Linked DNA regions of Oryctolagus cuniculus: region 1 is linked to region 2. The links are chromatin contacts, called in public Micro-C maps. All regions are on one chromosome and are shown on one strand. Each heading gives the region's core, a stretch centred on a gene start, on an enhancer-like site or on the middle of the called end of the contact. The rest is flanking DNA. Distances are from core to core; before and after follow the strand shown. Region 1 holds the start of FAM149B1 (family with sequence similarity 149 member B1). Region 2 holds the start of DNAJB12 (DnaJ heat shock protein family (Hsp40) member B12).

Evidence for each region. A called contact is a pair of places that touch in the nucleus more often than the background predicts.
Region 1: a contact with region 2 is called in a Micro-C map of ear pinna, with 11 times the contacts expected there. The contact joins the promoter of FAM149B1 here to the promoter of DNAJB12 in region 2. A contact is called at or near these places in 2 of 6 Hi-C or Micro-C datasets (ear pinna and psoas muscle).

Annotation. Positions count from the first base shown.
Region 1 is chr15:64,319,081-64,326,600 of mOryCun1.1, reverse strand. It overlaps FAM149B1 (family with sequence similarity 149 member B1), which reads right to left and starts at 2,992. Exons shown (of 13, transcript XM_070057839.1): 1 at 2,874-2,992. ECD (ecdysoneless cell cycle regulator) reads left to right here and starts at 2,987. Exons shown (of 15, transcript XM_070057826.1): 1 at 2,987-3,220; 2 at 4,286-4,500; 3 at 6,619-6,736. The coding sequence starts at 4,296.
Region 2 is chr15:63,439,948-63,447,026 of mOryCun1.1, reverse strand. DNAJB12 (DnaJ heat shock protein family (Hsp40) member B12) reads left to right here and starts at 4,928. Exons shown (of 9, transcript XM_051823791.2): 1 at 4,928-5,206. The coding sequence starts at 5,074.

The sequences.
Region 1 (7,520 bases), core at 1,743-4,242, 880 kb before region 2:
TTATGTAACCTGCTTATGAGCATAAGGTTAATAAGTGATGGAATCAGGATTCAAATACAAGCAGTTCGGCTTCAAGGCTTCTCAACGGAAATGAACAGTTTGAGATTCTAGCAAATTGTACCATTTTTGTTATATAAAATTAAAGGCTCAGGCATTGAAGCTTATGATTATTTCTCTGATGATAGAAATGGATTTGTGGAGAGCCATCTCATTCAATGATCTTACAGTAACAGCCTATCTTTGAAAAAGTGGTCAGAATAGAAATACAGATTTCAGCTATAAGATAGAGATTGAAGACATGTTTTAATCTATCAGGGAAATTGAATATGAAGTGACAATTAGATAATAACAAGGAAATACCGTTAAATTTGATGATAGCATTGCTATTACATAAGAAAATGTCACTAATTTTTGGAGAGGCATGCTGATGTATACAGGGGTAAAATGATAATCTCTGAAATTTCATCTGCCTTGTTTCACAGAGGCTACAGAAAAATATAAAGATAGATGAATCAAATATATTAAAACTTTGATAACTTGTATGTGGTCCATTATATTATTCTCTATTCGTTTGAAATTTTTCATTAAAAAATAATAAGCAGTTGAAAATCACTCTTCTCCAAACGTTTACAATGTGTAAGTGTTGGGAGAAAACTAAAGTTATTGCCTCGAAATAGCTTATCATTATAATATCTGAAGTAAAAACTGCTTTAATTTACTGTCATTTATATGTATTGTACCTTCCTTATTTACTACATCATGACTCCAGCTAGAGAATTCTCTTTTGGGAGAGTTTTTAGGGAGTATCAGTCAACACTCAAGAATAAGTAGTGTAACTCTGCTGGGTCAATAATTTTGATCTCCTAAGTGCCTACCAACATTTTTTATACATGATTTTTACTGTCAGAGTGGGTTGGAATTAAATATAAAAGCAGATTTTTAGCTAAGCTTTTTATTGAGAAATGATTATTTCTTTGCTTTAGTGTCTGAAGAACTTACTATCTGCATTGATATAGTGTAGAAATCTTATTTCTTAACAGATACTAAGGTTCTGAAAGGCAAGGAGTGTGGTTAGCCTTATTTTCTTTGTCTATTGTATGTCTATTGTCCCAAGTAAAGGTGAGAAGGGACAAGGAAATCACCATTTCCTGCAGCCTATTATGTATTAATCCTGACCCAGTCACTTAGATGTGCTTTTCTCACATGGCAGAAATGAAGGCTCGGCTTTAAGTAATTTGCCTACAAATCACATGGCTAGAAAAGAGCCTAGCCAGAAACATAATACGCTTACTATTACCATGGATTGTCAGGATTTAACTAAAATGCATGGTGAGCATCATGGACACCAGGTCAAGCTGCTCCTGGCATGCCCACATCCTGTCATCAGGACACCTGGGATTAAGTCCACCTCTGATTCGCATCCAGCTTTCGACTACTGCAGCTGGGAAGCAGCAGATTACGGCTCCTGCCACCCACATGGGACCCAGATGAAGTCCCTGGCTCTGGCTCCTGGCTTCTGCATGGCTTAGCCCTGGCTGCTGAGGTCATTTGGGGAGTGAACCAGCGGACAGATCTCTCTCTCTTTTTTTCTAACACTCTGCCTTTCAATAAATAATAAAGTCTTTTTAAACAATAAATGTATGGTTGCTATAATTATATAATCTTTTATTTTTTAGAATTTATTTATTTGAAAGGCATTGTTAGAGAGAGAGAGAGAGAGAGAGAGAGAATCTTCCATCCACTGGTTCACTCTACAAATGGCTGCAATGGCTGGGGGTGGGCCAGGGCCAGGCTGAAGCTTCTTCTGGGTCTCCCATGTGAATATGCAGGGGCCCAAGGCCTTGGGGCCATTTTCCACTGCTTTCCCAAGTGCATTAGCAGGGAGCTGGATAGGAAGTGGAGCAGCCAGGATGCCTGCATTGCAGGTGGCAGCTTAACAACGCTGGCCCCTGGTTATATAATCTTCAAATGTGTACCCTTTCTGAAAAAATTTCATTTTCTGAAAAACAATCTATAATCATGTGTATTTTACAGTAATTATTAACTATCAAAAAGTGTCCATCCTTTTGAAAGTGAAAAGCATTAATGAATATAAGACACTCTACTTGGTACACTTCACTAGTGGGAGGAATTGGGTCTTTAAGCCAGATACATTTCTGAAGTCTCAAAAGCAAAACCGACCCTCACGGCTTCTGAGTAATTGCACAGGGCGGCAGTGTGTGTGATGGTTTAGACCTCAGGCTTCAGAATCAAGAGCTACACTAGGTTTGTGCTTCTCAGCTCGCTGTGTAGTCTGTGGCGTGCTACAATACTTCCTTCTGGGATCTTTATCTGTAGAATGTGCAAAACCGTAGTCCCAATCTAATATCCTTGTCGATAGGATTAAATGCATGCAAACAGCTTTTGCGCGGTGTCTGGCACTAGATAGATTCAACTTAAATGGCCATTGACTGTGGCCTCAGGAAACCCAGTCCCTAAATTCAGAATTTACAGTCCAAGAAGTTGGGCAGGTGCAAGTGACAGGACCCCAGTTGGAGACGGAAGGACAAGGGGCAGCGTCCAGCAGGGCTGGGAGAAGCGAATTCCAAAGAGAATTTTTCTCCCCCCAGCCGTGGAAAAGGAAAGGAGCGCAGGCCTGGCCAAGAAGGGGCCCCGCAGCGCCCGCAGTCCGCCTCAGCCTCCCCCGGCCCCGGCTGGGGTGGCTGAGCAGTCCACTCACAGCTCCAAGCTCTGTGGCACGGCCTTCCGAGTGTATCTGGAGATCATCCTCCTCCTCCTCCTCCTCAGCCGCGGCCGGGGCGGGCACGCCAGGGTGGGGGCCTCCGGGCCTGGCCCTCCCGCCGGCTCCGGCCCGGCCCCCTCCCGCCACCTACCGGCCCCGTCTCGCCCCGTCGCCTAGACTCCGGACTGCCACCTCCCCAGGATCCCCTCCTCTTCAGTCCGCCGACCTCCCAGCGTCCCCGTGGGGGGCGGAAGTGACGTGACAGCCGGGCACCTACCCAATGCTCCGGCCGACGCGCGGCAGTGACGACACCGAAGGTTCCGGAAACTGAGCGGGCGCTAATTTAAAGCGGTTTTGGCTGGCCTGAGCTCCGGCGGGTAGCCGAGCCTGGACCAGGCTGTGGCGGCTGGTGACAGCTTCTCGACCAGCTCACACAGTAGAAGAAGCGGCCGAGGAAAGGTGCCGCCGCAGAGAAGGTGCAGAAGAGGCCCTAGAACCGTAAGCGGATTTGACTTCATTTTGTCAGGTGGAAGGAGGGAGCGTAGGCTGAGCGAAGAGGTCGGGCCGCTGCTGCTTGGTGGCTTCTGTTCCTGTGCCCCGGGCTTTCTCATTTACAGTGAGGCGTTGGCCCGAGTGACCTCAAGCTTCTTCCAGTCCGGATACACTGCAGTCTGAATGATGAGGGGGTGCTTGGTGTTATGGGGTGGGTGTGCAGAAGTATTTGTCCCTGTAGGTTGAAAGGCAGAATGGTGATTGGGACAGACTGTGGTGAGCGGCGTCGGGATAGAAGGTGCAGGTTCTTTCTCAGGGCGTTAGGAAGCCGAGCCAGGGTGAGGGTTCCGGCGCTGCGGTGGCGTGGTCCTCGCCGCCTGTTTGTAAGGAAAGTTCCTCGTAGTATCCCGGGGTGCAGCCTCTGAGACTCGGAAAGGGGGCACGTTTAGGACAGACAGCTAGGAGCAAGAGTCTTGGGCCAGTTATTTTTGGGGTGAGACACAGGACCGGAATGTTCTGCAGTTTTGGGTTTTTCTGTGCCATACACTGTCCATCGTAAGGGGAACAGGTGGATTCTACAGAGCAAGAGAGATTGCTCTTTATTGCACTTAAATAGCAGAACTGGTGGAGTGACACGTCCATCATGCAGTTAAAAAGCCCCAGAAAGAAACACTGAAGTGGCTCAAGTCATGCTACTCATTAGTGATGAGCTGGGACTTACGGTTGTATGTGAACAGTGAATGCCAGTGCAGTGCTTCTCAAAGTGTTAACCCACACCACTGCTAGCACAAGGGCAAACGTGTAAAATTTTAGTGTTACGGACTGTTAATTTGGGAATGTGATCCTGCGTTTTTGCTCATTACATTATACCAAAGTTTAACATACTTTCATATATAAAGAACATTTTTAAATATAAAATGTCATTGAATAAATGTCATTAAATAAATGTTACTGTAGGTGGTACATGGTCAAGGCAAAAGCTATGATGATGGTTTGTGGATAATTGAATTTTGGAAAACAGCCAACATTTTTCTATGTCTGTGATTTATATTATTGAAACTTTAAACATAGTTTTCAAAAAATGGAGGAAAACATGAAGCTTGCCACCGTGGAAGACACAGTGGAGTACCGCCTGTTCCTGATACCAGATGAACGAAGGGACCCAGAAAAGCATAAAGAGATTCTTGAGAAGTCTATTGAAAGGATCATGACCCAGTTTGCTCCCATGCTGGTCTCCTATATCTGGCAGAATCAACCTTTCAATCTCAGATATAAACCTGGGAAAGGTAAAAAAAAATCACCCATACCTCATTCAGCGTTGTCAAGAAGAGAATTGTATCCTTAATTTTTTAGATTAATGATGCTTTCTCATATATATTTGAACCCTTAAACTTAAAATTTTTTTGTTTTATTCATATTGATGAAAACTTTCTAATAGTTATTACCTTAAGAACTGTCATATACTAAACATTACTACATCCATGCCCATTGTTTTGAAAATTACTTTATTATGCCATAATATATCTACGTACACAGATAAATCAGGTTCAGACATTTGGCTTCCTTAATCAGAGTCCTTTTACTATTACTCAGTCTTCCTGAGTTGTTTTGGTGAGGATCTAGGAACAGCTTTTCCTGACTTGCAAAGAGAAATAGCTATGCTTTCTGACCATGATTTGCCAGGAGGAAGCATTTTGAGTTTCCTTCACTGCTGCCCTGTGTTGTGGTGTTTGAGATCCAATATTTGGCAAAATATAGCGCTGTGTTCTGTGGCTGCTTACAGCTTTATGAGAGTGAGTCGTGGGCGGTGGCCAAGGCTTGACGGCTTGATCACATAGTGATGTATGAGGGCACCTGGTTGAGATCAGGAGCCTGCACTCTTGTCAGACTGACAGTCGGTCTCTCGGTTTCATGCAGATCTGTTATTGCTAAGTGTCTTCCCTACTGTTTATTTTTTGCTACTTTCCTTTATTTGAGAGACTGTTTGTTTATTCGGAAGGCAGAATGTCAGAGGCAGAGGGAAAGACAAAGAAGAGAGAGAGAGAGAGATCTTCCATCTGCTGGTTCATTCCCCAAATGGCTATAACTGCCAGTTTTGGGACATGCTGAAGCCCAGAGCCTGGGATTCCATCAAGTTCTCCTTTGGGCCACCTTCCACTGCCTTCTCAGGTACATTAGCAGAGAGTGGAGTGGCCAGGACTCAACATTTCCAGTGAAACCATCTGGTCCAGGGCATTTCTTTGTTAGGAGGTCTTTGATTATTGATTCCATCTCTTTACTAGTTACAGATTGGGTCAGATTTTTATTTCTTCATGATCCAGATTTGATTGATTGTGTGTTTTTAGAAACGTGTCTGTTTCTCCTAGGTCATCCAGTTTGTCAGCATATAGTTGTTCATCGTATTCTCTTTTAATTCTTGTTGTTTGTGTGGCACAGGTTGTTAATGTCCCTTCTTTCACTTTTGGTTTCAGTTATTTGAGTCTTTGTTTAAAAACAACAAATTACTCTAGTTAATAGTTTATTTTGTTGATGTAGTATATAAAAACCCTCAACTTTGTTTTTCTATTATTTTTCATTTCTGTTTCTTTTATCTTCTGTAATCGTTATTATTTCATTATAATAATCCTGGGTTAAATATAATAACCCTGGATAATCCTGGGTTTTGTTTGTTCTTTTTCTAGTTCTTTGAGGTGTAAAATTAAGTTGTTGATTTGAGATCTTTCACAACTATATATTTCTATTTTAGCACTGCTTCCATCAAATTTTGTAAGTTTTGGTAAATTGTGCTTTTGTTTTCATTTGTCTTAAGATATTTTCGGGAAGGGAGCGGGGTGAGGGGCTTGAGGGAAAGAACCACTGCATTCCTAAAGTTGCATCTATGTAAAAATGCATTCATTAAATTAGAAAAACGGTATTTTCTACTTTCCCTCGTGATTTCTTCTCTGACTCATTTGTTTAAAGTGTGTTTCATTTCTGTGTATTTGTAGATAGCATACTTGTTCTGAAATTTCTGTTCCATGTAACTGTAGCTTCCTGATATTCCCAGAATATTCAGCTGCCTATTATACCTCTGTGCCTTTGCACATACTCTTCTCCCTGGAGAACTCACCTCTGGTCATTCCCCCAGGAGAGCATAGCTCGAATACCACCTCCTTTATGCTCACATTGCCCTTTGTGCATACTTTGTTCTAGAGTTCGTCGTCTTGTTTCGAGATGATTTTCGTTGTCTATCTCTTGTTTGAGACCCAAGCTCCTCAAGGGTAGGCATCTTATGTCTTGTTCAGGATTGCAGCCCAGGTCCCAGTATAATACTTGGAACATAGTCAGTGAACATTTTATTCAATGGAATGATCAAATGTATGTTTATTTATCTAGTTATATAGTTGCTTTCCTCTTGTTTTTAGGAGATGTTCCTGCTCATATCTTCGGTATGACAAAGTTTGGGGATAACATTGAGGATGAATGGTTTATTGTTTATTTAATAAAGCAGATTACAAAGGAATTTCCAGAATTAGTAGCAAGGTATTGTAATTTTTAAAATTATTCTAAAGGAATTATATTATTGAATTTAAGTGACTGCTTTATTTATTTATTTTTTAAAGATTTATTTATTTACTTTGAAAGTCAGAGTTACACAGAGAGAGAAGGAGAGGCAGAGACAGAGAGAGAGAGGTCTTCCATCCGCTGATTCACTTCCCAGTTGGCTACAACAGCCGGAGCTGCGCTGATCCAAAGCCAGGAGCCAGTAGCCTCTTCCAGGTCTCCCACGTGGGTGCAGGGGCCCAAGGATTTGGGCCATCTTCTACTGCTTTCCCAGGCCATAGCAGAGAGCTGGATAGGAAGTGGAGCAACCGGGTCTCAAACTGGTGCCCATATAGGATGCTGGCACTGCAGGCGGTGGCTTCACCTGCTATGCCACAGCACCAGCCCTGTGACTACTTTTTTAAAAGATCTATTTTATTTCTTTGAAAGTTAGAGTTAGAGAGAGAGGGAGAAGGATAGAGGGAGAGGTCTTCCATCTGCTGGTTCACTCCCAAAATGGATGCAATGTCTAGGGCTGGGCCAGGCCAAAGCCAGCAGCCAGGAGCTGCTTCTGGGTCTCCCACATGGATGTAGGGGCCCAAGCACATAGTTCATTTTCTGCTGCCTTTCGAGGCACAGTATTAGGGAGCTGGACTGGAAGTGGAGCAGCTGAGACTTGAGACTTGAACCAGCCTCCATAAGGGATGCTGGGGCTGCAGGTGGGGATATAAGCTGCTGAGACACGACATTCTTATCCTTTTTTTGGTGTGTAATGTGGTGGAAA
Region 2 (7,079 bases), core at 3,679-6,178:
AGCGCCGAAAGAACTCAAAGCAAGGCGAGTTGGGTACAGTGGGTTAAGCCGCTGCCTAGGACCCCAGCATCCCACACTGGAGGCTGGTGTGAGGAAGTGGAAGACAGCTGGAGATGCCTCAGAGAGCTGAAGACAGGTCTGCCACATGACCCAGCCATCCCACTCCTGGGAATTTACCCAAACAAAATGAAATCAGCATATGAAAGAGTTACCTGTACCCCCATGTTTATCGCAGCTCAATTCCCAATAGCTAAGATACAGAATCAACCCAGATGTCCATCAACCGATTGACTAATGAAAATTGTATTCGTACACTATGGAATACTCAGCCATAAAAAAAGAATGAAATCCTGTCCTTTCCGACAACGAATGCAACTGGAAACGACTATGCTTAGTGAAATAAGCCAGTCCCAACACAAAAAGACAAATATCATGTTTTCTCTGATTTGTTGTAACTAATATGCAGAAGACAAAAAAAGTGTATGAGCAAAATTGACATTTTGAGATGCTTAGAGTTTACACCCCTTGTCTTTACTGTTAAGGAACATTGGTTTTTCTACTTAAAAAAAAAAAAAAAAAAAAACTTACATGCATTCATTTATTTGATACTTAAAGTAACCCTACAAGTTAGGAGAGATGGGTGATAAGGAATGGGGACTAATACTAACGAGTATTATCTCTTCATCTCATTTAGCCCTCGCAAGTCAATATTAGCTCCCACTTACAAATAAAGAGACCGAGGCACAGAAAGGTTGCACGCATGACCAAGGGTCACACAGTAGTCGCAGGTCTTGCAGAGCTACGCGTGTCTGATCGCGGCTGCTCTTCGAGCTAGGCTCTCCAGACCACGTGTTGTGCACAGACGTGTATGTGTGTACGTAGTTACACATCTCCTGCATGTACCCAGGTAGAATTTCATCAGCTGCTACTCTGATACACCAGTGTTCTCTGAGAAGGAACTTGTAAGCTTACATTTTCACTAAGAATACGATTGTTAAACAAATTTTTTTCAATTTTCTTTTTAACTTTTATTTAATAAATATAAATTTCCAAAGTACAGCTTATGGATTACAGTGGCTTTTTCCCCCCATAACTTCCCTCCCACCCACAACCCTCCCCTCTCCTGCTCCCTCTCCCCATCCATTCACATCAAGATTCATTTTCAATTCTCTTTATATACAGGTCAGTTTAGTATATATTAAGTAAAGATTTCAACAGTTTGCTCCCACACAGAAACACAAAGTGTAAAATACTGTTTGAGTACTAGCTATAGCATTAAATCTCAATGTACAGCACATTAAGGTCAGAGATCCTACATGAGGAGTAAGTGCACAGTGACTCCTGTTGTTGACTTGATTGTTAGACAAATTTAAAAATCAGATTTTTTTACAGGAAGCTTTTAATGAAGTAAATATAAAGACACATTAGGTTGTGAATTTTATGATTGTCATTTATTGATCTGTCATACAGGGAGAAACTATTTAGGAAAGATATATACTATTTAATGAATATCAAGTTGGACTAATTCACCTAAAGAATCACTTCGCTGTAAAACCTGTTAGGATGAATGGGATAGAACTATAAAAATGATGAAGAGAAACAGTTACTTAGGTGAGTTATCCGTATATTTTTAAATGAAGGCTTATCTATATAGTTTTACTCTGCGATAGCAATGAGCTGTCTAATATTTTAGTTCAAGACACTGAAAATTCCCTTCTAGTATGAATTTAAATGTAATAATTTCCAAGAAAAAAAAGGATACTACAATGTAAGGACTTATTCAGCAATACATCTGATCAGGTTATGAAGACTTTTAATTTCATATTCTACTTAGTAATTACTAGTAGTGCTAATGCTTAACAAATTGTATTTCACTACCTACAAAAATTATATAGAACTTCCTGTGAGCATTTTATCAAAATACACCACGCAATCAATACCAGGAGAAAAAAAAAAGGGTTCCCACCACACGCACTCAGCCCACCTAACCTGGCCAAAAGTCAGACTACATGCGGCAATGCGAGTGGAGTCCCGCATCAGAGCCACAGTTCGAATCCTGGGCCGCCTCCAACCCAGCTCCCTGCTAATGTGCCTGGGACAGCAGCAGAAGTTGGCGCAAGTGCTTGGGCCCCTGCACCCACGTGGGAGACCCGGAAGAGGCTCCTGGCTCCTGCTTGTCGCAGTCCTGGCTGTGGCAGCCATTTAGGGAGTGAACCAGCGGGTGGAAGACCTCTTTTTGTCTCTTTTCTCTGTCACTCTGCCTTTCAAATAAAGAAAGAAATAAAGGCGGCTTTGTCACGTCGTAGACACTGAGGAAAGCGCGGCTGTCCCAGTCGTGCCCCGCACTGGAGGACCCCGGCCCCAGGCCGGCTCCAAGCACTCAGTCGGGAGAGGGCCCTCCTCCCGCCCCGGCAGCTGGCCGGAGCAGTCCAGCTCCCAGGCTCAGGCAGCCCATTTGAAAGCGGTCCCGGAGTTACCCATTAACAAGGTTGGGGCCTTGGCTCCTGGCGAACTTGACTCTCAGAGTGGGGCTAACGTCCCCATCACCGTCTACTCCGTAATGGAGCAGCGGAGCCCCAAGAAGCCGGCAGCCAGACCTCTCCAGACTCCAGGGCGAGGGCGTGGGCGTGGGCGTGGGCGCGGGCATGAGCGGCCTTGACCCCAGGACTTTCCCCGTCCCACTTCCAGACCTGCCCCTCCTGGAAGCCAGAGCCGTTCACGTGGACACCCACGGCCACGCAGCCGCGAGGTCCACATTGCCGAGATGGTGGGGCGGCGCAGTTCTTCAACAAGAAGCACCGGAGACAAGTTTCGGTGAACATGTCCAGTTTTTTTTATTAATGATCAAGCATAAGCTTTTAAAGGGCAGGCAGGGGGCGTAGCTACTTCAGGGCCACACTGATTTTACAGGATAGAGCGATATTGGCGCCGCTATGCTTCTCCAATCAGCTTGAAGGCCACGTAGGCTCCCAGGTGGCCCAGATGGGCCTGGGCCACGCCCGGGAGCTGTTTGCCTGATTGGCAATCACAGGGCCCTTCCATGGGGTTGGGGGTGGGGGAAAGGTGCGTGGGCTCGTGGCCCTGCCAGCAGTCAGGTCAACCTCCTGCGTGGGCTAGGCAGGCGATCCCCCAGCCAGGCACAGGATCACCCACACATCTGTTCTGTCTACATGCACTTCCTTGGTGCGTCTAGTCTGATAGCTTTAAATACTATTTATATACATAACAGCTTCCAAAACTGTACTTCCTGCTACAGCTTCTTCCTAAACCCTTCATATCCACGACTTCCTTTCTACTTCTACACCTGACTGTAAGATGTATCACAAACTTAAGATGCCCCAAACACTCCATATCCACCCCTCAGCGGGCCTAACTGCCCCTCAGCTCCCCCGTTGCCCCAGCGTGAATGAACGGGAATTCTGCGCTTCCAGTTACAGTCATGCTCGGGCCTCTCACGCTCTCACACCCCACGTGCTTGGGATTAGCCAAGTGGTCTTGACTGTGTCTTCCAGAAATATCCAGAATACACTTCTCACCATTCTCCATCATCACCTTATCCAAGCGACCACTAACTCTCACCTGGATGGTAACAGTGGTTTCCAGCACAAAAGGCCCACAGAAGGACGAGGAATAGCCAGTGAGTGGACTTGGCGACGTGGAGGCCCCCGGTAACCTTGACATGACTGCCTTGCCTGCACGAGGAACCGGACCCACTCTGCAGTGGCCTCCTGTGTGCTCCCCGCAGCGCATCTCCTGATCCAGAAACAACCCACCGCGGGAATTCCCACTCCACTGTTCCTTCTGCCTGAATTCAGGTGCCTCTTAAGATGATAAGCTGGGGGGCCGGCGCCGCGGCTCACTAGGCTAATCCTCTGCCTGCGGCGCCGGGACACCGGGTTCTAGTCCCGGTTGGGGTGCCGGATTCTGTCCCGGTTGCTTCTCTTCCAGTCCAGCTCTCTGCTGTGGCCCGGGAGTGCAGTGGAAAATGGCCCAGGTCCTTGGGCCCTGCACATGGGAGACCAGGAGGAAGCACCTGGCTCCTGCCTTCGGATCGGCGCAGTGCGCTGGCCGTTACAACCACTTGGAGGGTGAACCAATAGAAAAAGGAAGACCTTTCTCTCTGTCTCTCTCTCTCTCACTGTCCACTCTGCCTGTCAAAAAAAAAAAAAAAAAAAAAAAAAAAAAAAAAAAAAAAGATGATAAGCTGGGGCCAGCGCTATGGTGGAGCAGGTAAAGCCGCCACCTGCAGTGCTGGCATCCCATATGGGTGCTGGTTCAAGACCCAGCTGCTCCACTTCCGATCCAGCTCTCTGCTATGGCCTGGGAAAGCAGTAGAAGATGGCCCAAGTCCTTGGGCCCCTGCACCCGCGTGGGAGACCCGGAGGAAGCTCCTGGCTCCTGGCTTCGGATCAGCCCAGCTCCAGCCTTTGCGACCATTTGGGGAGTGAACCAACTGATGGAAGACCTCTCTCTCTGCAACTCTGCCTCTGCTTCTCTGTAACTCTGACTTCCAAATAAATAAATAAATCTTTAAAAAAAAAAGATAAGCTCTGAGTGATTTCTCTTAATGATAAAGACAGCTCTCAGCAGTACCCCAGCCTCCCCTGTATTCGTCCTCACTGCGTTCATCACTGTGTGAACATACCTGCTTACTGGATGTCTCTGCACGCCCTACACACACTGGAATGTAAGGGGCATGAAGGCATCCTACAACTATGTCAGAAATAGTGACTACTCGTCAAATACATGCTCAATGAAAAAATAAATGCCTTCGTCTCAAACACAGACATGACCGCCAGGAACCTGCAACCATCCTCAACTCTAAGGAAGTGGTACCTCGAGCCCTAGGTATGTGGGCACGCACTATTACAAATTCCTACGCCGAACGTCCCTCTCTTCGAAGACATACGGTAGTGCTTCCGCCCTAGCTCGGCTCTCGCTCAGATCTCGGGAAGGAGGGGCGGAGGGCCATGTCATCATTGTGCGCCGGCCTGCCCCGCGACGCGCCGGCGGCTGGCGCAGCCTTTCGCTCGCCCGGCCTCCCCCTCCCTGGTTCCGCGCTCTGGTTCCGCCATGGAATCCAACAAGGATGAAGCCGAGCGTTGTATTAGCATCGCCCTCAAGGCCATCCAGAGCAACCAGCCCGACCGGGCCCTCCGCTTCCTGGAGAAGGCACAGCGGCTGTACCCGACGCCGCGAGTTCGCGGTGAGTGTCAGGTGCCGAGAGACGGAGGGACGAAATTGGAACTGAAGGGGGGAATACGGGAACGGACCGACGGGAGCAGTTGGGGGAGGGGGAGGGGTGGTGAGGCGCGGCTACGCCTGCGCACTGCGTCGCGCGGTGGCTGCTGGGAGGTGTAGTCTTTCCCTCCCTCGCTTGCTTGGGATGCTGGACGCCTGAAGATCGGGGTGTCGGGGACGTCGGCTTTCGGGGTGCTTGCAGACCGCTGTGGGATCTGACACTCTGGAGGATGCGATGCGCTGGCGGACGGGGCTCTTGGAGCTTACCGGGGAGCAAACTCGAACTACTTCTCCCAAGGGTCCTTTGGGTGGCCCAGGGCCAGTTGCCGGCCTGGGAAATATTACAGTTAGGGAAATAAACATAACTTCTCTGAGGGAGAGAAAGGGCTCTCGAGAGAAAGATTTTCGCCTCTCGGGCGCCCTGGAGAGGTGCCTCCATGTCTTCGCTCCCCCGCACGTCTGTTGGGCAGGGCCAGGGACCAGCCTCCCGAATCAGGAGCCTGCGTGTTTGCCCCCTCCACGCCACCGCCGGGACGGCCGTCCTGAGTCCTGGCCCCTCGCGCCCTAGGATGGACTTCGGGGCTGAGGGCCCTGGGTGGGGTGGGCCCTAGGGGCGGCTGCTGCGCGACCCTGGACTGAAAACTCCCAAGCCGTGCGCGGAGTAGCGAGCTTGTCTCCCCTCATCCCCTCACTTCACCCAGAACCCCTTCAAACAAACGTGCCGGCGCTGGCCTGGCTCACAGCAGGCCCTGGGAACGCCGGGCTCGCTCGGCCTGACCGCCACCCGCGGACCCTCCTGAGCTGGCCTTGCTCATCAGCAGGATGGGAGGCTGGCACGGGTTCTGCGGGTCCCAGCCGTGCCCACAGGGCCTTTTAGTTTAGAGAGTTGGGGAGACAGAGCAAGGAGCAGCGTCGTCACTCCGTGGATGAGAGGCCGTCCCAGAGAGACTTGCCCAGGATTCCACAGCTGGGCGCTGGGGAGTTCTGGGACTGGCGAGGGGTCGCTGAAGGAGGGCTGTGAAACTGAAGAGCTGCCGGCAGCCTGCTGAGCCTGCCCGGGTTATGCAATGGCGCCTGGAGAAGGCTGGCAGCAGAGGCGGCTGGAGCGCCTGAGCCTCCCTCCCGCCTGACTCTGCAGGTTGATCTTTGGCCTGTTTGCCTCTCTCTTGGAGAGAGTTCAGGGTGTGTTTGCCAGGCCTCCTGGGTAACCTGCTCGTGGAGCTTCTCCACACAGTAAGCCACGTGGTCTAAGTGGGGCGTCCTGGGGCTCTGGACCTCCGGCTGTTGGCTGTTGGCTGTCGGTGTTCTCACCCTGCTTGCTGGGGCTCAGGAGGAGGCAGGAAAGGAGCAGCCACAGGTCTGGTGTGTGTGTGTGTGTGTGTGTGGTGGGGGTCATGCTGTCCACCTCCTGTGCCCGTTCAGGGGCTGGGGGGTGTCCTCCCTGCAGCTCAGGCAGGAGAGTCGCCGGCTGTGTGTGTGTTTTCACTCTTCTGCCTAGAGCATGTGCCTCATGCATCGCCTTGTGCCCTCACTAGCCCTGCGCTGAGTTGACAAGGACCTGGGGTTAGCCTAGACCAGGGACAGGGAAATCTTGGCTAAGAAGTCTTAGATGGTTGTCTACACTGGGTGCTTTGGGCTTGGGCTCATTTCTGATACTCATTCAAGGCAGCAGACTTCTGTGGGAGATCTGCTTGCTGTGTTGTTTGTTTGCAAAGTTCGGTGCGTCGTGCTAAGTGGTGTGGTGGCGCTGGTGAGATGTGAGCCCTTGCTTCGGAGAGCTTACGGCCTAGTGAAGGAGACAGAGTTATGTGGGGAAACTACAGAGCAAAAGGTCCTGA